Regions from separate parts of the Mus musculus genome. Here all the other regions are linked to region 2. Evidence: chromatin contacts called from public Hi-C, HiCAR-type, HiChIP or PLAC-seq and Micro-C data. All regions are on one chromosome and are shown on one strand. The core of a region is the stretch at or near the end of the contact, and the rest is flanking DNA. Distances in the headings are between cores, read along the strand shown.

Region 1 (3,678 bases), core at 1,101-3,600, 1.9 Mb after region 2:
CACAAACACCGAGAATAAATGGATAAAGAGGGAGGGGAGGGATAAGGAAAGGAGGGGGAGAGAGAGAGAGAGAGAGAGAGAGAGAGAGAGAGAGAGAGAGAGAGAGAGAGACTCCAAGACTCATGTGTTAACACTTAGTTCCCAGCAATTGGTGCTTTTAGAATGGTGGGACCATTAGGAAATAGGGCCTTTGGCAGGAAGTTAGATCACTGGGGGTGTCCTTAAAGGGGGTATTGAGGCCTCATTCTTCCTATCTGTCTCTATACTTCCTGGCCATCGTGAAGTGAACAGCTTCCTCTTCCTCGTGTTCCTTCCATGATCTTCTGCCTCAGCCCCTCAAAGCAGTGGGACCAAGAGACCATAGGATGAAATGTCCTATGAGGCCCTTTACCTTCTCAGCTTATTTTCTTCAGGTGCTTTGTCGCAGTGATGGAAAGGTGTTCTCTACAACACTATAAAGTAAGATAATCCATGGCAATAGACAGGACAGCATGCAGTTGTCCCTGAGAAGAGCGTGACCAGCTTCCACCCATCAGAGACCAGCTTTATCTGAAGACAGGAGTGTGAATAAACAAAACCATTCTGGGGCAGCACTTCCTGTCATCTGAACCCCTCTGAACTAACTCTGGACAGTTTTCAAAGTCACTCTGTTCTCTGATACCAGATGAAAAAGTGTGGTCTGCCACCCAAGGCTGACATGCCCAGAAACTTCCTGATCGGTCAACCATGAAAAAGAGAAGATAACAAAGTTGTATTTCTAAATGGAGGCTTGGGTTTGCTACAGTGTGTCATGGGTACATCCCAGAGCTGGGACCTTTTCCTGGCACCTGTATGGATACATAGGCTACAGACAGGGGTAGGGGATGGTAGTGCCTCTACAGGCTACATCCTCATGAGGGCTACCATAAAGTTCACCCAAAGCCTTAAGAAACATAGTGGTTGGGACTGTGAATAATACACTTCATACGGGGAAAACCACAGGGACCTAGAAAGTTCTGAGCAAGCAGCCTCTGAGAAAGTTTCACCAAACCATGTTTTTTCCTTCCATTAATAATCTACACCTGCCACTAGAGGGCACTAGAGTCCCTCTGGCTGGGGCGGTTGCTCAGGGCATTGTAAATCCCTGAAAGCCCTTGAGATGTTAACTCTCCTATGACCCAATTCGGGAACCTGCCAGTATCACAAACGCAATCAGAAGACGTAACACCTGAGTCAGAGAAGTTTCTTGCAGAAATAGCAGTCGCCAGAGTGTCAGTATCTTGGGGACAATTTCTCAGATTTTGTATTGCAGTTCAGAGACCAGTACTGTGCGATGCTGCAGGTTGGTACAACATGGAAATGGAGTCCCTCCGCTGGAAGCAATCTGGGTCTTTTATAATGACTAGGAGGCACACCTGCCTTCTTCACTTAAGGTCCTGCTTTCAAACTTCTATACATTGAATGGTTGGGTTTTGGGTTCAATCCACTGAGATGGGTGGTCTCTTTAGCTTAGAGACTTATTTATTTAAAAAGTTATCAGTGCCATCAATAGGCAGATAGATATAAGCACAGTGGTGTCTCTGAGAAGAGTTTTGGTCCATGTGGCAACGTGAGGATCCCTCCTTAAAGGTTTTAGAGGAAGGTATGGTATTGGGAACTTTCCTCATTTTTGACCACAGTTAGCTGTTGCTGGGAGTAACCAATGGGCGCTGAGTTAAAGGATGTTAGTGATCATTAACATCTTTCCTGATCACCTCTTGCTAAGAAGTTGCCTTAGCTATATGAACCAAATCACTGTACTAACGTTAATTGTCACGGTTCATCAGAAACGAAGGAGCCCTACAAAATGGCATGGCCCTTGCTAACGCACTTGGTCTTAGGCAAAGGCTGAACAGTGGTGGTCTCTGCCTCCTATAGCCACTCCATTGCTGTGACAACATACTGTGACCAAAAAGCAAGTTGGAGAGAAAAGGGTTTATTCAGATTACATTTTAATGATGCTGTTCATCCCCAAATGAAGTCAGGGATACAACTCAAACATGGCAGGAGCCTGGAACCAGGAGCTGATGCAGAGGCCATGGAGGAGTGCTGCTTACTGCCTTGCTTCCCCTGGCTTGCTCAGCCTTCTTTCTTACAGAATCCAGGACCATCAGTCCAGAGATGACAGCATCTAAAATGTGCTGGACCTTCCCTCTTTGATCGCTAATTGAGAAAATGCCTTACGGCTGGATTTCATGGAGGCATTTTCTTAAATGAGGCTCTTTCCTTTTATGTCTCAAGTTGACACAAAACCAGCCTGTACAACACAGTCCAGAAGAAGGACAACCATGACTCATAACATGTGCAGTAGCTTCCACGTCTTTGAAAGCGTTCCCATTTGCTGTCTGTTGTTCCCATTGGCAGATCCCATGGAGGCAGTTCCCTCTTTTCTGAGTGACTCTAGTTTGTGTCATGATGACACAATAACCAACACAGAACCCAGACCTTAGGCCAGTGGCCCATTGCACATCATACAAGAAGATAGAGGCTTAGGCTAGGGTATCAAAGGGGCCTGATCCAGCACTCACACCCTCACTTATCACTCAGCAGACTAAGTGTTCACCACGGAGCGGCTCTGAGCCCTGGTGGCATTCAGATCAGCTTATTCATTTCCTGTCTTTGATGAGGGCTCTGAAGTTATCTTTTATCTCTCTTCTAATACTGTAAAGATGGTCTCCATCTTTTGATCCCTAGGATTTTTTATAATCCTTTCCAAGAATTAAAGCATCTAAATTAAAATAACAAAGAAAATAAGAAAGGAAAGAAATTATTGTATCAATTATTAAAAAGCAGTTGACAGCTAAGCATTGTGGCATAGGCCTGTGATCCTCTAAACATTAGAGGCCAAAACAGAACCCCAAGTCCAAGGCCACTCTGGGCTACAGAGTGAACTGAAGTCTAGCCTTGAATGTGTACTGTACCAATGTCACTTTAGATTTTCATATCTTTGGTGCCAATGTCCCAAAGAACGGTGTAATAAAATGCAAACATAGTGCATATTTGAGGGGTATGGCTGTATATTCCTTTGCACAAGAAAACTTTAGATGGTTTCTCTTTAGTTGGTGAAGCAACTTTGAAATATATGTGAATTTTGAAAACCACAATTCACCCCAAAACCTGGAGCAAAGAGGTGTACCTCCCACATCCTAAACCTTCCTTCTTTAGCCTTCTTCTGTCTCCCCAGACTTATGATAAATGGGTGGCATCCCCTCACCTTGCATTTCTTGGACACTTTCTTCACACACTATTTTTATACTCAATGAGAATTCCTTTTAGGGAAGAAATCATTCTCCTCTATCTGATGATGGAAATGCCTTAAACATAGAGAATCACGGAACAGAGCACAGCCTCTGGATCTTGCGCCTCTGTGCTCATAACTGCCACGCAGCCAACCGCATCCTTGAAGGAAATAACTTCAGCAAGATGACACACAATCTCCCACTTCTGTGACTTGCATCTGAATTGTAGGGGCTCAGTACAGTCTTACTTCAGAAGACAGCAGGTCAGACACATTCCCTATATACTTATTGCACAGAGAACACATGCATACTAATAAAGTTAAATTAAGATTGAAGACTTCCTAATTATTCAGCAGACAGAGGCAGGATGTGGCAAGATAAAGGTCTGCCTGAGACCGAGTAAATTCAAGGCCAGCCTGGG
Region 2 (3,784 bases), core at 830-3,329:
TATTCAAGGATTCTTTCTTTGAAACCACTGGTATGTCTTGGGAAGGGCTCTGTCAGTGTTTCTCCACAGTGTCTAGTCTGGAAACATTTGTCAACTATGTGTTTGAAGAACAGCTTAAAAATAAGCAAGAGGGACAGGAAAGATAGGGAGAGATAGCTCAATGGGCAAGAATATTTTCTATAAAAGCATGCGTACATGAATTCAAGCCCCAGGAGTCATAAAAATTGAGGCACCTTGTTGGGAACAAAATAAGGGGGGAGGGGGCGCGCTGGGAAGGCCCTGGGGAAGAAGAGGAAGGAAAATGAGCCAAACATCTGGCCAGAGTTCCTGTGCAGGCAGAAGCAGGCAGAGCTCCTGGCGCTTTCCACTCAGCCCCAGGTGAACATGCCTGACCCACGAAGTTGGGTGGTGGTGGTGGTGGTGGTGGTGGTGGTGGTGGTGGTGGAGGTGGAAAAGGGGCAGCCCCTGACCGACGGGGACCCAGGAGCTACCTTGCTAAAGAAAGCCCCGGGGTTGTAGGAGAGAGGGATGAGGGAAGGAGTTCCCAACACTGGCAAGAGGGTGCAAAGCAGATCTAGATGGAGCAGAGACTCTCTATGGTTTAAGATCTTTATTATAGAAAGGCAGGAGGGAAGTGAGAAGGGAGAGGGGGAGAGGCTATCCAGAAAGAGAGAGAAAGAGAGAGGAGGGAGGAGAGAAGAAGACAAAGAGAAAGGAGAAGGGATAGAAGACAAAGAGAAGGGAGAGAGAGGGTGAGAGAAGTGAGAGGTAAAGGAACAAAGGAGTAAGAGTAAGAGATGGGGGCTGAACAGCCCTTTTTATGGTCTTCACTGTTGCTAGGTAACTGGGGAGGAGTTTAGCCTGAAGGTCAGAAGCTTGGGCCGCTGCTTACGTGACTACTGACCATGCTTCTCTTGCAGGGAGCTGTGGAAAGTGGTACCTTAGGCAGGGGCCAGAGTTCCAGGAGCATGAGGGAACGCCTACTGTGTTAAGTAGGTGAATTATGACCAATGGGGTTCAGACCTCAGCTCAACTGGAGACCAGCCTGCAATTCTCCACAGCACCTGGCATATTCTAGTTTCTATGTACAAATGCATACTAATACACACCCATGTGCACACAACCCACCCTTACATGAAAGATTTTTTTTTAAAGTAGGTGTTGGCTAGTTTTATGTTAACTTGACACAAGCTTAAGTCATCTGGGAAGAGGAAACATGTATTAAAAAACTGTCTCTTTAAGATCAGGTTGGATGCAAGCCTGTAGAACATTGCATCTTAATTAGTGATCAATGAGGTAGGGCCCAGCCAATTATGAGATGAACCAACCCAGGGTCTGATGGGTCTGCATGCTATAAGAACTCAGGCTGAGCAAGCCATGTGAAGCAAGCCAGTAAGCATCACTCCTCCAAGGCCTCTGCATCAGCTTCTGCCTCTGGTTCCTGCCCTGTTTGAGTTCCTGTCCTGGCTTCCTTCGCTGGTGAACAGATGATATGGAAGACTACGCTGAATAAACCCTTTTCTTCCCACGCTGCTTTGGTCATGATGTTTCTTCATAAAAGCGATAACTCTGACTAATGCAACTCAGGAATAAAATTAATTCAAACAGTACCTTAGTTATGGATGAGTCAGAGTCAAATCTATCTTACCCTCTGTACCTTTTTTCTTGAACTTTCCTGGACAAAGGCATCATTTGCAAAAAGCAAGAAAAAGTATTTTAAAACATTAAATTCAACTAAATATAATTATATAATTTCCCCACCTTCCTTCTGTTTACACCTGCCAATCCCCCTCCTTCTCAAATTCATGACCCCTTTTAACTACTTTTGTTTTACACATATTCACACACACACACACACACACACACACACACACACAGAGGTTTATTTAGTGATGTTTGCCTGTAAATATTTTTAGGACTGAGGGTCAGTCATTATTGTTGACGTCCTATGAATCTTAGATATAGGAGTAGGAGGGTTTCAGCTGAAAACTACAAAAACAATCTACTTTAGTGGACACGAGTAATGAGAACTTCATGGTCAAAAGGTTTTATTTCCTGATTCCTGCAGATGGCGCTAAATCCTTAGCTATTTTCACAATTCCCGGGACAGGGACTGCCTGCTCATAGCCCTAGTGTTTTCTGATAAAGGTTCCTAATTGTTTTAACAGTAAGTAGTGCTACACTGTGCAAGATTTAATCCTAAAGACAATTTCCTTAAATTAATAAAAACAAACAAACAAACAAGCAAAAAACAAAACAAACCCCAAACCCCCACGTTTTGGCAACTGACATCTGTGGCTTTGTCCTAGTCCTGTAAGCGTCTTTTAATAGAAGTGACTAAGGATATTGCTTTCCTGTGCTTTTATCAAAGGTCATGTTGGACTTGTTTTGCTTTTTTTATTTTTCCCATAAAAATCCTAAAGCTGTAAAAGTGCCCATTATCCATTGTTCCTACTCGCTTCCATTCCCGTGTCGCTTTGTTTGGCTGAATGTCCATCTATGACAACGATAGGCGTTCATAGTGTTCCCCTTAGTCAGTTAAGGAACACTGCATAGCTGTGTACTGAGGAGCACTTTATTATTGCCCCATATGGTTCCAAGGGGAAGTTAGAGTACAATATGACTCACCGACGGGAAACTCAAAAAAAAAAAAAAATCCCAGCCGAGCGAGCGAGAGGGAGAGGGAGAGGGAGAGGGAGAGGGAGAGGGAGAGGGAAGAGGGGAGAAGAGGGGAGAAGAGGGGAGAAGAGGGGAGAAGAGGGGAGAAGAGGGGAGAAGAGGGGAGAAGAAGAGGGGAGAAGAAGACGGGAGAAGAAGAGGGGAGAAGAAGAGGGGAGAGGGGAGAGGGGAGAGGGAGAGGGAGAGGACAACAACAAAATTGCTGGGTTTGAGTCAAGAGTGTGTCTTCCTGACACTTGTTGTTTATTGATTCCAGAGCCTAGCAAAGAGGTTTTATGCCTTCAGGAAGAAATCATAAAATAATGCTTAAGGGTGTCTAAATATCAGAGTTAATGTAAAAATGTTTTTATTGGGCAGATTTACTCATGTTTGAGAAAACATTTTAAGTTCTCCAACAGGAAATAGACATGTCTAATTTCTCAACAATAAGGAAGGGGAACCTTCAAAAATGTAATAATGTATTTTACGTGTTCTCCCCCCTCCTCCCATTTTCCTGACCAGATTTTATTTCTTCAGTTAAATAATTCTAGCCAAAATGAAATCAAACCAGTGAACAAACAAACAAACGTCTGGAAAAACAAACACTACAAAAAGAGGTAGGAGGAGTCCCTAAGAATGGATAACATCCCGCTTGGAAACAACCAATGTGCTTATATTGGTCTTCTGCACTCTTATCCTGAGCTTCAGACAGCTATAAATATTTTGAAGTTCATACAGGATCCATGACTGACTTCAGAGTAAATTCCAGGCTCCATATTTTAAAGTTATATATTAAAACATCTAGCATTCTCAAGTACTTTTTAATGCTATGGCATCCTCAATAGTCCATATTTTTCAAATGGATTGATACATAAATTTGAAACATGACTTCATTTTATTGATATATGAGTTTTAATTTATATTTCAACTAATACACAAAATATTACAGTACTCAATTTTGTGGACTAGTTAACTAACATTAGCATCATTTATTATTAGTTTATACTATTTGGAAAATGAAAGAAAAGAAATATTGTTGGTAAAGAGGCAATTTATGAAATATGTGTTTATTAAGTCAGCAGTTAGGATTATAATTTTAAAAATAATAACATTAAACAATATCAAA
Region 3 (4,145 bases), core at 1,356-3,855, 1.1 Mb after region 2:
TTTTTTTTAATGAGGAGATGAAATCTAGATGTGAATATAACTTCTTTGATTTGGGGATTATAGGGGTTGGTAGACTATTTGCCTAGCACATAGAAAACCTTAGATCTGCTCTCAGCAAGCACCAGCAAGCAAATACCTGGAGTGGTCATGTAGTGTTCTTGAAATACCATCATGTGGTGGGTGGAGACCAACCAGAAGTTTATAGTTATCCTCAGCTACAATGGCAATTCAAGGTCAGTCTAGACTATATGAGATAGTGTTTCAAAGGAGAGAGAGAGACAAAGCGAGGCAGAGACAGATAGAGACAGATAGAGAGACAAGAGGCAGACACACACAGAGAGAAACAGAGATACAGAGGCAGAGAGAGAAAGAAACAGAGAGACACAGAGACAGAGTAACAGCGAAAGACAGAGACAAAGAGAAAGAAAAGAGGGGAGAAGGAAAAGATGTAGGGAAGGGGGAAGAAAATAGGATAGGTGGACTACTAATGACAGCAAAACTAAGATCGGTTTTAAACATGAACTCATATTTATGGTGAAATAATTCCTGGTCTAATATTGAAGCCTGTTTTTCAAGTGTAGACTCAAGTCTGCTCATGGTCTGAAGCCTCCTAAAGTGAGAGAGAAGACATGAGCTGAATATGCAAAGGTTGGATCTGAATTGCTGCCATATTCACTAAAATAAAGTTGTCTATGTGGAATGTGGGTGTTCTGATGTTATCAGAGACAGAAGTCATAAGAAAACAGAAAGTCCAAGCTGAGGCATGACTATGATGGGAAATGACCTCTGATACCATCTTTCCTTCTATGAAAATGACATTTTCTTCCCCCACCCCCAACAACTTGCTAAAAACACTTCTCAAGTCATCAATGCATCAAACTGAAACTAATACCTGTCACTGTGCCCAGAATCCACCATAACAAAGAGTATTTGGACAAAAGGTTGGTATAAAGATACATATGCTGACAGTCATGGCATCTAAGATCGGCTGAGCCACTCTGACTCCAGACTCTACCCAAAACATTAATGTGCAGCTGAGTTCCGCTATTCTTACAGAAATGTATTAATGATGCTTCTGATAACAAAAGGGACCCAAATAACACTATAAAATGAAATAAAATTCCACTGACAAAAAGGTTATGTTTGATTATGAAAAGACAATACTAGTTTACTCACAGGCTGACAATTTTAATTTTTCCTTCCTTTTTTTTAAATCTTTTATTGATTTATTATTATTTTTTAGAGGTGATGCTAGGGACCAAAGCCCAATTCGAGAATCTTTCACACAAGAGGCAAACACTCTGATGCTGAAATACATCCCAAGGGAGCACCCTGTTTATACTGAGATCTTAGAAATAACACCCAATAAAATGATGAAAGCTGAGCTTGTCAGTCTGTGTAGTACTTGTACATGGGGCTGGCTTATGTAGAGGACAAAAAAGAGCAATGTTATCAGCATTAATATGATATAGATTTTGGGGGGAGAATTTTCCTTCTATTGTAATTATATTCATGCAGGTTTGAAACCATTCAAACAGACTCAGTCTGAACCACTGAAAATACAATGATTTTCTTTCTTTACACATCTTTCAGCCATATGGGCTATGGCTACAGAAGTGAGAAGAAAATGTAGAGGCTTGCAGCAGACAGCAAAACAGTATCTGAGCTGGCAAATAGATATTTATAACTATAAGCACAATGCAAAGACACAAGCATGAGTGCAGAGATGATGTCTTCACCACACTTTCCTACACACCCTCCAGAAATTCTCCAACTACTGTTTTACTGAGCTTATGGATATGATAGGCCGCCCCAAATAATATCTTCGTGCTATTGGACTTAAGTCAGGCTGACTATGCGGCACGTTATATCCCCAGGATATCTGGATCTTTGCCTTATTGTGAAAATGAACCAACTAACTGTCATCTCAGAGGCCACTATATACACGAGGCACAATGATAAACACAGGGTCTTCCTGCCCACCCAGGGTCAGTCACAACCTTGCCCACAGGAAGCTTTCCCCTCTGCCTGCATTACAAGCCTTCTTCCCTAATTCCTTGATATTCAACTTTGGTTTGAAGAACAAGACCTTTACTGCCTGAGTCCACAGCCATTTGCAGAGTACCATGTGCAGATTGCATAGTTGATGGATATAGGAATTGTGCCACCCAAAGTCAGAATGGAAGTATTATGCAGGCGCTTTGGAGGATGTGGGAGGTTAGTTCCTGCCTGGGAAGCCTTAATCTTGGACGGGTCATCAGCCCTAACCGGACACTGGGATCTGGGACTCAACTTTACCAGGAAATTCTGCCGAGAGAGAAGAATATCTGGGGCTTCCTTGTAACTCCCCCTCCAGCTTCAGAGTAACTTGAAAAGTGGAAAACAAAAGACAGAAATGAGAGGCAGGCAGCATGTACTATACAGCAAAGGCCTTTGGAGGTGTGATAAGGATCAGGTAATAATGGCCTCTCACTGAGTAATCCAAAGTATTTCACAGTTTTTCTGGTTCAGCCAGTTAGTTGTGAGGAAGAAAACACCCCCTCAGTAAATGAGGCCCTTTGGAATGAGGGCTGGGGTTTATGATAAGCATAGTGGGGAAGTGCCCTCCACACCCAGGAGGGTCATTGTGTCAGCCAGTATGCATGAGTCATTTTCCACCCAAATGATGTGTCTCAAAAAGAGAAACTCTCAGCATTTACTCTGATTTTTAACCTATTGCTAGCATCTGTCATTCAAAGTGAGCTGAGGTCTTTTACAGTCTTAATCACAGAACTCCATACCTTACTGTTCAAATCTGTCCTGGTTCATCTGAGGCACGCATGGAGTTCCCTGTGACGTCAGTAATAAGTGACCTATTTATCACTACCCCTGAGGTTGCTAATCTGAAAATAGAGATTTTAAGACATAGAGCATCAGAAAAGTCATTCCTTTCTTGTATTCATAATTAGTAATATGGAGGGAACAAAAACAGAACAAGATGGAAAGCTAGACGGAAGCATCCTCTGAGATGCCTGGGTTGCTGTAACTAACTCACTGGGAAAGTTAAAACTGCCTCCCTGAACATCAGATCAATGTTTCTATAATCAGAAATGTTCTCCGTGCTCCCACACACCTTCAGTTAAAGACTTCTTCAGTGAGTTACTACAGGATAACAGGTCCAGACTCTGAGTTAACAAAACATTACCTCATCCACAAACAACTCCATTAACTGTTCAGACCCTAAGGTCAAAAACCCTTTTTCTAAGTTTCTGGAAGTTTCTCTACTTTCAAAGCAATTACAAACGTGACCTTTCTGTCTCCCTAAGAGCAGACAGCTCGAGGCAACTCCATCCAAATCAATACAGGGAGAGAATCTCAGGACTTCTTTAGAATGTGTGCACAAAAGAGGTACCATGTAATTTTAGAAAAACACCAGTTCTGTCTTACATGGAGATAAATATGAAGAGAAAGCACTCAGCAAGTGTGCTGGGATGTGGGGTAAGGTGGGGAGAAAAATCCTAGCAGTTAAGAGAAAATGGAAGCATGGAAATAAGACAGTTTGGAGCATTGGGAATTGTTGGATGGATTCAGCATGACTCCAGTCAGTTTAGAGGCAAAGAGACAAATGTCACTACCATTTAGTTTGGGTATCATCTTTTCCTTCTCTTCATAACTAAAGCCTCGCCCAGATAATAATGACAGATAAGGATGCCCTGTCCAACATGGAGATCATAAAATCAGGAGCTGATGTCATTGGGATGAAAACAACAAAGAGAAAAAGAGGAAGAGGAATCCAGCTGTTGAATGCATGCTTACCTCAAGGCGCCTGGACACCAGCTGTCTGAATGTCCTTATATAGAAAAGGTGGCCTGCTTCAGCTTCTCCTGTCCCTCCAAGGGAAACTGTATTGCTGGGTAGCATCAAACAAAAGAAGAGAGCAGGATGACTAGAGTCTAGACTGTTTCAAACACCTTGTCATGTTTCTCTTCTGAGTAGATCCCAGACACGTAAGGATGTAGAGTAATTTGGAGTAAAAGTTTCTTTGAACTATGTCTAATTACAGAAAGGCATCCAATCTGACGACAGTGATCAGTCTGTCTGGTCTAGCTCAACGTTCTTCTAAAGATGAGCTCCTCAGTACCTCCTGCAAAGCTCTGTCCTTTCTT
Region 4 (3,652 bases), core at 185-2,684, 1.4 Mb after region 2:
GGATTCTTGTTGTCTGATTGGGTAGTTTTGATTAAATCATAGGTGATAAGTGGGGGTTGGCAATGTCTCCGGCTAGGTAGAGTTGAAAACACCTTTTCCTCCATAGTGTGTAGCTAGTTTTTATAAAGATTGACCAGGCAATCCTCAAAGCTCCAGTTGTCATAGAAGTATGGAGTCATGACCATGTTGAAAGTTTTACTGAGACTTTGCCATCATACTGTTCTTTTATTTCCTGGCCTTGTAGGCTCTATTGACCCATCTTTCTGCCTAGGATCTTGTGGACAATTAACCTACAAATAAATACATGAGTGTTCTTCCAGTATGTTAAACTTCTTCCCCCAATTATCCAATAAAATGTTTGAGTGTAGAAAAGGTATGTGAGCCTCAAAATGCCTTCTATTCTCACTGTAGTTAGTTGAGAATTTCAAGGAAAGGATTTTTAATGTAGCCTTTGGGAGGGAAGAGGACATCTTTCCAGGTGGAGTGTTGCTGGGAAATGTTTCCCTGCTGGACAAGAGTTATTTGTATGTTACATTATTATGTGTCCCCTGTGGGGAGGGGGCTGTAGCCTCCTGGGTTTCTGGTACTTAACCATTTTATGCTCTATGTGTTTTTGTGAGTGAGGATGTTTTGGACCACTTACTGTAAATGAAATTACATAGTAGGTCCCATCTCTCTTTCTCTCTCTTATCAAATCCGATGCCAGGTTATATTGTTAGTTGTAATAGCTACCGCCTACTCATTTTTTAATCACATTTTGAGTGAATTATAACAAAGAAAACAATGTAACTCATACCAACAAAAAATAACACAAAAAACTTCCTTTCTAATATGGGATGGTTTGGATTTATTTAGAATTCACCAGGCACCGGAAATTTTAAGGAAATTTAAAATTAATTCTCTCTCTATTTGTTTACGTCTAGGACATGCATGTTAGTGCAGCTGTGGAATTCATAATTTTATATTTCTATCACTATAATAATATTATTTCCCATGGAAAATACAGTGTTTTGACTTCTAAATATGCTCATTTAATTATGCATGGCCCAAAAGCAATTTTTTATTAGGTTAAGCTCTGATGTCTGATTAAAGTCGATAGCTGGCATCCTTTAGGGCTTTCTTAAGCATTGGCTGGAGTGGGAGCAGAATGCTTAAATTGCCTAATAGGAAAGAATTACAGGCTATCGCCAGTCAGCCAACATGCACTTGCATAGTTAACCTTCAGATAGCTGAGACTCTGCAAGGAAAACACCACCACGCTGGCTAATAAAGCCCATCACAATAATGGTGTCAATCTGCCCTCTCATTAATAACCCAGCAAAGAGCACATTTCTTTTGCAAACATTCCAGATGGATTTCACAGAAGAATACCAAGTCGACAGCAATGTTGTAAGAGGACCACATTGCACACACCAATTCTGCTTTCCAACTCACTCCTAAGACTGGCAGATAGCCCGCTCTTTGCTGCAGGAGTCCAAGTAATGTCAGAATCCTCCTGGCCAAGATCATGCAAGGAACTAAACAAACAAACTGATCTCCAGCCCTAAGTTAATTCTCAGCTCATCTTTCCCCAATTCGGTCAGGTTTTAATCACTCAATACATTTTAAAGGATCACAGTTTGTAAACAAAAGTGTTTCAGATGCCAAAGGTCATCTGATGCAATGCCAGACAGGGGATGTCCCAGTGTATCTGGGCCTTTTGGCAGAAGCTTACATGATTTACAGGAATTTGCAGTCAGCAAATTACTCAGCAGGCACACGTGAGACTGCACATAGGCTAGAGTTCCACAGCTGGAATCATTTAATCCAATTGTTCTAAGCTTTTGCCTCTAAGCTGGGGGGAGGGGCACTTCGTTAAGGTAAGATCTTCTTTAGAAGCCTGATTTTCACAATGGGTACAAGCAAGGTGGAGCTAACAGAAGGCAAGGGGTGAGGAGGAATTGGCTGCTTCCCTTCGGGGAACTGGCATCCTTGCCCCACGCCCAGCCTCGCACCCCACCCCCCTCCCCACCTCCACTAGCACTTCCTTTTATCTCTCTGAGAACTGTGCAATGTACATTTTAGAAAAGGCTGTGAGCATTGGTTGCGTTTTACATATCTAATAACGGGCTTTTCAGACAGAAAAATGCTTTTTAGAGTGAGGGCTTTTCAAGTTAAGTCAGGTTATGTTTCTGTATGAAGTTCATCTCAAGACCTTACAGCTGACATTTATTTCTTGCTCAGAGAATATCTGTTGTCCGTATGGGTTGCTGGCTAAGACTGGATTCTCTAAGATGTGAATCACTACCCTGGAAGCTTCTTGTGGTCTCTGATCTCAATACCAGACTCCATGGTCGTTCCTGAAGGGAAAGTAGGGTTGAAGGAAGAGGATATGGCCTTTTTATGTCAGCAATCAACAAGCAGCATGTGTGTGTACCTCTGCTCACATTTTGCTGATCTGCCCTTCTAGAAACTTCCCTATTCACAGGGCTCCAAAAGTCAATTTTGTGATTCCGAGAAGGACAAAAAAGAAAGAGAAATGTAACTAAATAAATGTTATTTATACCGTCAAGACATGGTCAAGCAGGAGCTGGGTAAGCTCTATGGTCTTCTGTTCTCCTACAATAGTATAGTGATGCCTGGCCTTGTGTCCAGGTAATTATCTGACATTGTGCTCACTAGTTTTATGTCAATTGACACAAGCTAGGGTCATTTGAGAGGAAGGAACCTCAGTTGAGAAAATGTCTCCATAAGATAAGGATGTAGGGACGCCTATAGGGTATTTTCTTAATTAGTGATGCATGGGTGAATGTGCATCCCATTGTGGATGGGGCCACTCTTAGGCTGGTGGTCCTGAGTTCTATAAAAAAAAAAAATCAGGCTGAGCAAGCCCCAGGAGCAACCCAGTAAGTAGCATCTCTTCGTGGCCTGTGCATCTGCTCCTGTCTCCAGGTTTCTGTCTTGTTCCAGTTCCTGCTCTGACTTCCTTTAATAATGAATGATGATGTGGATGTCTAAGCTGAGTAAGTACTTTCCTCCACAACTTGTTTCTCATCATGATGTTTCATGACAGCAATAATAACCATAACTAAGACAGATTTTTTTCTTTTTTTAATGAGGGTTGAGGCTTGACCCTAGGGCCTTAGGCATGGTAGGTAAGTGTTCTGCTGCTGAGTTTCAGCCCCAGGCCTTCATTTGACATTTTCTGGAGCTGACTGTTTGAGTTTCGTTGAATGCTACACTTTGGTGGATTTCCACAATCCCCCACAGGTCAGGCTGGCCTAGAACTGACTGTGCAGTCTTTGGGAACCTCTGACTTCACCTTGCGTACAAGGATATGCGACGTGTCTACTCAAGTATTCTTTGGAATAGACTATGTTAGGTTTTTATTACATAGTAAAATTCCAAGCATCTAAAAACATCCTGATTAGTTGGAATGATTATTTGATTTGGAAGAGACAGGACAAAGCTGGCAAGTAATTAATGCTTTTAGAGTGCCAACATCAAGTACAAACTATTTAATACAACAACTTAATAAGTCCTGGTCATTTAAACAAAATTGGTTATTTAAAAAAATGTTATTTTACTAGGTTATAAATATTTACCTCTGAATATGCACTATCCGAAGTCATGAAAACATCCCAGATCTGCAGTGTGGTCACCTGTGACACTA
Region 5 (4,143 bases), core at 1,085-3,584, 1.2 Mb after region 2:
CCCTCAACAGAGGAATGGATACAGAAAATGTGGTACATCTACACAATGGAGTACTACTCAGCTATTAAAAAGAATGAATTTATGAAATTCCTAGCCAAATGGATGGACCTGGAGGGCATCATCCTGAGTGAGGTAACACATTCACAAAGAAACTCACACAATATGTATTCACTGATAAGTGGATATTAGCCCCAAACCTAGGATACCCAAGATATAAGATATAATTTGCTAAACACATGAAACTCAAGGAGAATGAAGACTGAAGTGTGGACACTATGCCCCTCCTTAGATTTGGAAACAAAACACCCATGGAAGGAGTTACAGAGACGGAGTTTGGAGCTGAGATGAAAGGATGGACCATGTAGAGACTGCCATAGCCAGGGATCCACCCCATAATCAGCATCCAAATGCTGACACCATTGCATACACTAGCAAGATTTTATTGAAAGGACGCAGATGTAGCTGTCTCTTGTGAGACTATGCCGGGGCCCAGCAAACACAGAAGTGGATGCTCACAGTCAGCTAATGGATGGATCATAGGGCTCCCAATGGAGGAGCTAGAGAAAGTAGCCAAGGAGCTAAAGGGATCTGCAACCCTATAGGTGGAACAACATTATGAGGTAACCAGTACCCCGGAGCTCTTGACTCTAGCTGCATATATATCAAAAGATGGCCTAGTCGGCCATCACTGGAAAGAGAGGCCCATTGGACTTGCAAACTTTATATGCCCCAGTACAGGGGAATACCAGGGCCAAAAAGGGGGAGTGGGTGGGCAGGGGAGTGGGGGTGGGTGGATATGGGGGACTTTTGGTATAGCATTGGAAATGTAAATGAGTTAAATACCTAATAAAAAATGGAAAAAAAACATATACGGTTGCTTGCTGTGCATTGTCAGTTGCTGGAGTATATATAAAAATAATAAAGGAAGATATTATTACTTCTTAAGTTGTATTTTCTTTTTTCTTTTAGGATGTACATGTACACAAATATACACTGAGAACAGAATTCAAGGCTTCCCATGTGTTAAGTAAGTGCTCAACCATTAGCCTTTCGCAGCATTTGGGAATCTACTACAGAACCAGTTCTGAACAAATCTTTCTGTTGTCAAAACTGACTTCAATGCCATTGGTGGTTGCCACAAACCCTGGTGAGGAGCCTGACCAGGTCCAGACTTCTTGTAACAGCACCAAGAATAATCAGAGCTACTTTTCTGGGAGATTATCTCTAACGTGTGTTTTATATGTTGCTTTGTACCTTACACTTAAATGACAGGTAACCATACAGTCTTCCCTCTGTGTAGGACAACAGCCTTATTTTTCTAAGATTGCTTATCGGAACTTGTACTGTCCAAGTTGACCCACCTTGCTGGTGAGATCCACCATCGTACATTGATTAGACATGTGAGTTCATTTTAGACACTGAACAAACCAGTTTAATAATGTAGCTCAATTTGGCAGAGGGCTTACCCAGCATGAATGGCAGCCTGACTTGGATGACCAGGACTGTGCACAACTGGGTATAGTGGTGCATGTCTGTAAGGTAGAGAGAAGATCAGAAATTCAGGATCATTCAGGGCCAGCATGGGCAACATCCGACCCTCCCTCAAAACTACAACAGCAGCAATAACGATCAATAGTTACTAGGACCAGATACTGTGAAAACAAATAGATGGTAGAAAGTGGACTAATGTGTAGCTAAGTTTGGAAAACACAAGTGGAGACCCCGCCTGTCTGTTTCCAGTCAGGAAATGTGAAGGATTATTACCAATTTCCAAATGTTTTTATAAGGCTGACTACTGACCTTATTGACCTCGTGCCATCCACTTCCTAGCAGAGATTACTAAAGATCAGTAGAGAAGATGCTAGCAAGATTTTGTGTAGTTGTCAATAATAAATCATTTCCCACATTTCAACAACAAAAGAAAAGAAACCAAGTTTGAAAGTTGTAAGATGAAAAATATTTTTCCTATTCCTATGTGAGAAACCCCTGAGAAGTTCATGGCTTTTGGCCATTTTATTACAATGACCTCATATTCTATCCATTAAGTGCAATCACAAATCACTCTTTAACATCACCTGAGAGTATAAGGGTTATTGATCACACCTGAGACTGAAGTCCTTTATGTTCAAATATCCCAATTCTCTTGAATTACATAAGACTATTATTCTATAGTTCAGGTATTTCCGTATCTACTATACCCAGGACCTTGCTGGACTGTAGCGTACTTGTTCTTTAAATGTGTCTACTTAAGTGTAGATGCTGTTCTTAGACCTACTTCCCAACCCAAGGAGTCCAGTCTGTGTAGGATGATTGAGAAAGAATGTGGTGATTCACTTCACCTCACACCCTACAATGGTCCATGAGTCAGAAGACGGGTACCTGGGTGTGGCCATCCACTGAGCCTCAGTACTTCCAATGCTCATTATTTCTGTTCTGGGAAAATCAGTGAAGCTCCAGCAATGACAGCCTGACAGGATTCCCTGGGCTTGAGCTTCTGTTCTGAGGTATGTGTACGAGACACCACACCTTTCTTCCTCAAAAAGGAAGAACCCTGCTGACAAGGATGATCGATATGCAAGGAGTGTCCTTCTAAATATATATTGTTGGGTAATGTCTTATCTCGTAGGAGGCAGAATGGATAGACAAAGTGATTTGGGGATGGAGACCTGTGTTCTAATTGATACGTCACCAGCCACTCTTGGCCTATTTGTATTCTTAATGAAATATATAAGAATAGAAAAATTCTTTCACCCCAAAATATTATTGAGATTATATGATATATGTACTCAGCAAATATTAATTCTCTCTCCTTTATTGTTTACAGAATATAATTGTTCTAGAGGAAATCAAAGAATTATTCAGGGAAAAAGAATGCTCTGGGTGGTAGTAACTAGACAGAGTGAAACATTACTAGAAAGTGTCGCTCACTGTCCTCCTGCTGCAGGGTCTGTTTAGTGTGTTGGAATCTTGAGCCCCGTGAGTGACAAGCATGGAAGTGACAACTCTTTCACATCGGTTCTGCAGATGAGCATCAGGGAGATTAATTTATTCCTGGAATAATTTGTTTGAGAGGTGGTTTGATCCTGGTGTTCGCTGCTCTTGCCAATGTGATTTTTATCTCGTACTTAATTCAACTATGGAGCTGTTACGGTTTTTATTTCCCAGAGAGTTTGGGACTTGCTCAAACATTCTCAGGCCTCAATCCAGCCTATTGCTCTGCCTGTTTCTGCTAAGACAAGTACAAGCTTGCCTTCCAATGACCTCCAATCAAAACCAATCAAATCTGCAAAGTTAATTGTAGTATTGCCTAAGCACTCAGAAGCCCAATAAATAATGAATGCTTATTAAACCATATTGACATGATAAATATTTTTACACGGTGTGTTTATTCAAGAGGTCTTGAAGAAAAAAAAAAAAACAGTCTCTTAGAGAACGACATTGTTTTTCTACCACCTGAGTGGAGCGAAAGCTGTGATTAAGGATCTATAAGTTTTATTTGCAGACTTTCAGTTCTGCCCTAACTTGGTTGAAACCATGGGTTCCGTCTTTCATTTCCTGAAACAAGTTTATTGCTGAGTCCAGCCTCTGGGCATTTGTATACAGCCCTGATGACCAACCGCTGCTCTAAGACCATCAAGGTCCCCCCAGTGTCTTCCATCAGGGGCATTTGGGGGGCAACCATGTCTTGATGGAGGTCTTCAGTTCGTTAGGGAGCTCTTGTGGAGGGAGGAGGGAGGGCTGTGTTAGTGGTGTGTGCAGTCTCTCCCACACCCTCACGCATAACCAGAGGTCTGAGAGCAAATGAGGAAGGAGTAAATGCAAGAGGTTGTCATTTCAGTTGTACATGGATCTGTGGCTGAACCACGAACTGACCAAGAAAGGCTCAGGAGAAGTGGAAAGTCATCAGATGTTTCCAGTTCAGATGAAACGCTGGAGGCAAAGGAAACTAAAAGAAATAGGGAGAGAGGGGCGGGGGAGATGGAAAGAAGAAAGGAAGAAGAAGGAAGGAGGGAAAGAGGAAGAAACTGAAGAAGAAGGAAAGAAGGAAGGAGGGAGGGAGGAAGGGAGGAAGAGGGAATGAGGAAGGAAGGATGAAGGGAGGAAGTGGGGAGGAAGAAAGGAAAAAAGGAAAGGCAGAAGGAA
Region 6 (4,207 bases), core at 288-2,787, 1.2 Mb after region 2:
CACAGCAAGTTAGAGGCAAGGGAGAGGCTATGTTAGCTCTTTGCTGTGGTCCAGGCTGGCAGGGAGACATATTGACTGGAATTTAGGTTATTGTGGGTAAAGAGACTTAAGACTGAAAGTGGTCTCAGCACAGCTCTGAAAGCTAAGGATTTAAGAAGTCTTTTGAATTCCTTATCAGTTAACAATTGATGTATGGTAAAGGTCAATTCTCTGAATGCAAAACCCTGACCACCAAGGAGGGAGCCTGAAGGGCTAGGACGAAGTGGAGATAAGTACAGGATTGAACCGGTTCTGTTGGAGGCAAAGCAGGAAATGAGTAGCCTGGTTGAAGCTCTGCCTGTAAACTCTTGGTAAATGGAAGTAATCCATGGTAGTCTTAGCATTTCTTCCATTCTTCATGGGACTGCTTCTGTCTGCTGATGAGGGACCACACCATTTAAATGGACTGAAATCAAACTATTTCTCTATCCCCAAATAGTAGCTTTGAGACTGGGAATAATCTGTGTCTGTGGCCATGGACAGAAGATGGGCCACCTTTTTAGAAAGAGTTTTTTTTCCCCAATATGAGCATCACCCTCCCCTAGGAGAATGTGGGACTAATCCAAGGGTGTTGGAAGTTACATAGCAACTAATTCTTCAACGGTGTTTATGAAACGGAAGCCTAGCAACTCATGGAGGAGTCAGATCCACAGGATCTCAGTCCATGAGGCTTACAGTTACAGTTGTAACTGATTCAGAGGTGGTCACATGTTGCTCACCCAGAAAGTAACCCCGGGGCTGCAAGTAACAGGAAAACAGCCATGCCCATTTTATTCATATTTTATAACCTACAGTAAACATTTACTTAGCAATTCCACCCTGTCTATCACCGCCTTAGACACTTATGCAGAACTTAGAGTCATACTGAATGCCAATATGATGTTAATTATTGCAACCAAAAGAGGCCTGTATCGTTAGACTCTGATGAATTTTTAAGATACACTGGAGGGGAAATTGAGTCATAATATAATTCTCTATGAGGGTTTGAAAGTGTGATCCTTAAGATCCTTCTGCTCTGTGTGACAAGCAATACGATTTTTAAGCTCAGACAAAAGTGGGTGTCTTTTGGTTTAGGGTTCTCTTTTCACCAGGAAATCCCCTCTTCTAATAGGATTCTTTTTGTTTTGCTTTAATCCTTAATCTAGGGGGAATGTCCCATCCCTGTGAGTCATCAGAATGGCTTCTCACAGGTAAGACCTAGAAAATTCCTGAAATGCTTCCCCTGATACTGAGAAACGTACTCAAGTCAATTGAGAAAGACATTAAAGGGGTCTGATGAGAAATCTAAATCCTGTGCCTCCTACCCTTTGCGGGGATGTTGCCTGAACCATGAACAACGTTTCCTGGATTCTAGAAACAGGCACATAGTTTGGAATCTGCAGCTGCTGGACAACACCAATTGGGAAAAATAGTAGCACAAAGGCAATAGATAGCCATCTCGCCTTGAAGACGCTGACTCATGCAGATGAGTCATTTACAATCGGCATGGCGACGGGTCTCAGCGGGACCAACTCAGAGAACACTGTGCGCTGAGCGCTGACCATGTAAACAGTGCAAACTCCCTCTTGTGATTCTAGGAAAAGAATCTTAGAACCTTTAGACAAAGAAATCAGAGAGGAGTGTGGCTGCTGTGTGGGTCACACCAGCAAATCCAGGCAACATCCGGACCTTACCATTCTCAGTTCTGATATCCGCTGGCACTGGAGCCCAGAGCTCAACATTTGGGTAAACATTCCACACTGGAGTGAACTACCTTGGTGACCTGAGTAAATTATGAATTCCCAAGACAGAATTACGGTGTCATCGAGTGTGACTGTATGTAGCTGGGCATACATTCATTTCCCCACTCAGATTAGCTATAGCATAAATAATACAGAAGCACCAACCAGAGCCAAAGGTGCTCACTGGAAGGTTCTTTTCTGGTATTAAAATAATGAGTGTACGCTCCTTAAGAACCTTCTAGCAACATGTACAAATAAAGCCACACACAGTGACAAACTGTGCTGCTTGGAGTTTAGCTGATGACATCCTTGTTATTGAAACAGGAAATGACTCAGCCTGGGCTAGACCAGAAAAGATCATATATTATATTCCGTTTTGTTGGCTCGTTTGAAAAAAAAAAAAAAAACCTACCGCAAGGCAACCATGCTTGTTTTCAGGTTTTTAATTTATGCATTCTAGCAAATAAGAAAGAATTTCTTGATAAGCCATTATTAAAATGTTGCAAAACAGGTTTTTCACAAATGTTAGGATCAAATGACTGCTATAAGCTATAGAAGATATGTTTACTATTTTTAAAGGGGATGGGTTAGGGTATTGGAGTCCAGATAGAAAACCTCTCAGCCCTAAATACTAACATTTCTATACTTAGCCGGAGCCTGGTCTGTTTAGATAAACTGATTTTGAACATAATTTTATGTTTATTGCTTTTTTGACTGCATTATGTCTGTGTGAGAGTGTCAGAAGCCTGGAACTGGAGTTACAGATGGGTCTGAGCTGCTATGTGAAGGGTCAATGCTCTTAACTGCTGAGCCATCTCTCCAGACCCTCGATAAACTTTCAAAAAATATTTTAATTAAAATATATCACTTCCCTCCTTCCTTTACATCTCTCAAACTCTTCTTTTCTAACCCATTCAGTCTCAAATTGATAACCTCATTTATTTTGTTTTTGTTGTTACATATGTACGTGTATATACACAAAAACATAAATATAACCTTATATATAATTCTTAACACATTACTAAATACTAGAGTTTTACTAAAATTCTGATTTTTTTTCATTATGACCTGGCATAATCTGAAGTTTACCTTTGTCTATTAAAACTTTGCAGGTATGATAATTGGCAATCAAAAGCAATTAATCCAACAGACAAAAAAGTTGAACATAGATTAAACATTATAAATTTTTACATAAATAACTGAACTATTTTACCCACTGAACACTCATAATAATCATAATAGTCACTAAGATAACAGTTTTAGAACAATACTTTTACCTCTGAAATATTCTTAATTAGAAAATTATATCTTGCATTCAATAGTTAGCAAATAGTAACTAAGTTGTGCCCCTCCCCTCCCCCCAGAGCTCAGATGATTCAAATGGAAAGGGTTTCTGGTCTCTAACCTTAAATGTGTGACATCTTTTGCCAATCATTGGCTTTCTTGATCTGATAAATCTCCACCCAATACAATACACGTATTTTTTGCAAGGTGACTGTTACTGTTGGATGCTGTGTTAGAACATGAAACCACACACAACCACAGCATACGACCACTTTGGCCTCTGTGTACATGCAGAAGAAACAGGCTCCTCAGACAAGGTTGGTCAGACTCAAGTTCGACTTCAGGACACCCATGGCTGCCTCCTGTTCTGCTCTTTGTAAATGCATCAGCCGGAGGGCAGTCTGCTCAGAGCTTAGAAAGCTCTAGACTTTAACCAAAAAAAAAAAAAAAAAAAAAGTCTTTTCCCTCCTTAAATCTCAGGATGAATAGTTTCCATCTGTAATTGTTAGTTTTATATTTTTAAATAGTAAACTCTGAAACAGAATGTCTCATTATCAGTGAAGTGATTCAGGCGTCTGCTGTGTACAGCTCTTTCGGTAGAAACACAACGCAGCCATTTTTCTCGGGGGGGGGGGTGGGGCGGGGGAGGGCAGCACTTATAAAGACATTTCTTTTTTTTTTTTTCTTTCTTTCAGCTATGTCTATATTGCCAGTTAGCTGCTGTTCCCGTGCTCTGCATAGATCAAATTTAGAGATTAAAAACAATACTCTAGGTATTATCCTGGATTGGCAGGTATGCACACACATGTGGTTTCAACCCTTCATTTTAAATCTGAAGCCGATTATGTCTATAAATGCGTAAAAATTTGACTTTCCTAAAGTGTGGTTTGTGATGCCTATGAGTCTATTCAGGAAAACCGCACAGTGCCTGACATGTCTTCTCTGTTATTTTCCCTAAGACATGAAGACTCCTTTGCAATTTTAGATTTTTGAGATGACAGCTTTTCAGAGTCTTCCCTGTGCTTCCCTGTGCTCTATCATGAAAGGTTTTACCTTAGCGATTTAAGAAAGTATCTTATCTGACCCTCCATCTGGCAAGGGCTTCTCTCTACTCTTGAGACTGGCCTGTGCTATCTCACCAGAGACATTGACAGTATTGCAAG

The links. A called contact is a pair of places that touch in the nucleus more often than the background predicts. HiCAR-type assays count read pairs that join an accessible place to other places. HiChIP or PLAC-seq counts read pairs in DNA pulled down with a chosen protein or histone mark.
Region 1: a contact with region 2 is called in a HiCAR-type map of fibro-adipogenic progenitors, with 27 times the contacts expected there. The contact joins two enhancer-like sites. A contact is called at or near these places in 2 of 15 datasets of contacts at CTCF or cohesin (CD8 T cells and large pre-B cells), 1 of 484 Hi-C or Micro-C datasets (nephron progenitors) and 1 of 115 datasets of contacts at active chromatin or transcription factors (fibro-adipogenic progenitors).
Region 3: an H3K27ac HiChIP or PLAC-seq map of bone marrow-derived dendritic cells shows a contact between it and region 2, with 10 times the contacts expected there. The contact joins two enhancer-like sites. A contact is called at or near these places in 5 of 484 Hi-C or Micro-C datasets (the C2C12 cell line, bone marrow-derived dendritic cells, bone marrow-derived macrophages and 1 more), 4 of 115 datasets of contacts at active chromatin or transcription factors (CD8 T cells, bone marrow-derived dendritic cells, embryonic fibroblasts and 1 more) and 1 of 9 other capture datasets (bone marrow-derived macrophages).
Region 4: a Hi-C map of uterus shows a contact between it and region 2, with 2.4 times the contacts expected there. The contact joins two enhancer-like sites. A contact is called at or near these places in 3 of 484 Hi-C or Micro-C datasets (the 3T3-L1 cell line, bone marrow-derived macrophages and uterus), 1 of 115 datasets of contacts at active chromatin or transcription factors (the NIH/3T3 cell line) and 1 of 9 other capture datasets (embryonic stem cells).
Region 5: an H3K27ac HiChIP or PLAC-seq map of embryonic fibroblasts shows a contact between it and region 2, with 17 times the contacts expected there. The contact joins two enhancer-like sites. A contact is called at or near these places in 1 of 15 datasets of contacts at CTCF or cohesin (the NIH/3T3 cell line), 6 of 484 Hi-C or Micro-C datasets (the G1E-ER4 cell line, bone marrow-derived macrophages, cerebral cortex and 1 more), 3 of 115 datasets of contacts at active chromatin or transcription factors (embryonic fibroblasts, embryonic stem cells and pancreatic cancer cells) and 1 of 9 other capture datasets (bone marrow-derived macrophages).
Region 6: a Micro-C map of muscle stem cells shows a contact between it and region 2, with 7 times the contacts expected there. The contact joins two enhancer-like sites. A contact is called at or near these places in 7 of 39 promoter capture datasets (cranial neural crest, frontonasal cranial neural crest, hippocampal neurons and 2 more), 18 of 484 Hi-C or Micro-C datasets (3T3-L1-derived adipocytes, the AML12 cell line, the MC3T3-E1 cell line and 11 more) and 5 of 115 datasets of contacts at active chromatin or transcription factors (embryonic fibroblasts, embryonic stem cells, epiblast stem cells and 2 more).

What each region holds. Positions count from the first base shown.
Region 1 is chr13:6,514,626-6,518,303 of GRCm38.p6, forward strand. No RefSeq gene overlaps it. Among named protein-coding and RNA genes, the nearest start is that of Pitrm1, 32 kb to the right of the region's middle. Within about 2 kb of position 2,351, at least 18 of the 459 cell types and tissues checked have an H3K27ac peak or open chromatin away from gene starts, as enhancers often do. A contact at or near this core is called in fibro-adipogenic progenitors, where this site is marked.
Region 2 is chr13:4,660,447-4,664,230 of GRCm38.p6, forward strand. No RefSeq gene overlaps it. Among named protein-coding and RNA genes, the nearest start is that of Akr1e1, 53 kb to the left of the region's middle. Within about 2 kb of position 2,080, at least 112 of the 459 cell types and tissues checked have an H3K27ac peak or open chromatin away from gene starts, as enhancers often do. A contact at or near this core is called in 3T3-L1-derived adipocytes, the C2C12 cell line, the NIH/3T3 cell line and 8 more, where this site is marked.
Region 3 is chr13:5,767,251-5,771,395 of GRCm38.p6, forward strand. No RefSeq gene overlaps it. Among named protein-coding and RNA genes, the nearest start is that of Gm35413, 34 kb to the right of the region's middle. Within about 2 kb of position 2,606, at least 85 of the 459 cell types and tissues checked have an H3K27ac peak or open chromatin away from gene starts, as enhancers often do. A contact at or near this core is called in the C2C12 cell line, bone marrow-derived dendritic cells, bone marrow-derived macrophages and 1 more, where this site is marked.
Region 4 is chr13:6,058,392-6,062,043 of GRCm38.p6, forward strand. No RefSeq gene overlaps it. Among named protein-coding and RNA genes, the nearest start is that of Gm46401, 140 kb to the left of the region's middle. Within about 2 kb of position 1,435, at least 100 of the 459 cell types and tissues checked have an H3K27ac peak or open chromatin away from gene starts, as enhancers often do. A contact at or near this core is called in the NIH/3T3 cell line and uterus, where this site is marked.
Region 5 is chr13:5,884,672-5,888,814 of GRCm38.p6, forward strand. No RefSeq gene overlaps it. Among named protein-coding and RNA genes, the nearest start is that of Klf6, 25 kb to the left of the region's middle. Within about 2 kb of position 2,335, at least 111 of the 459 cell types and tissues checked have an H3K27ac peak or open chromatin away from gene starts, as enhancers often do. A contact at or near this core is called in the NIH/3T3 cell line, bone marrow-derived macrophages, embryonic fibroblasts and 2 more, where this site is marked.
Region 6 is chr13:5,843,769-5,847,975 of GRCm38.p6, forward strand. No RefSeq gene overlaps it. Among named protein-coding and RNA genes, the nearest start is that of 1700016G22Rik, 12 kb to the right of the region's middle. Within about 2 kb of position 1,538, at least 292 of the 459 cell types and tissues checked have an H3K27ac peak or open chromatin away from gene starts, as enhancers often do. A contact at or near this core is called in 3T3-L1-derived adipocytes, bone marrow-derived macrophages, embryonic fibroblasts and 1 more, where this site is marked.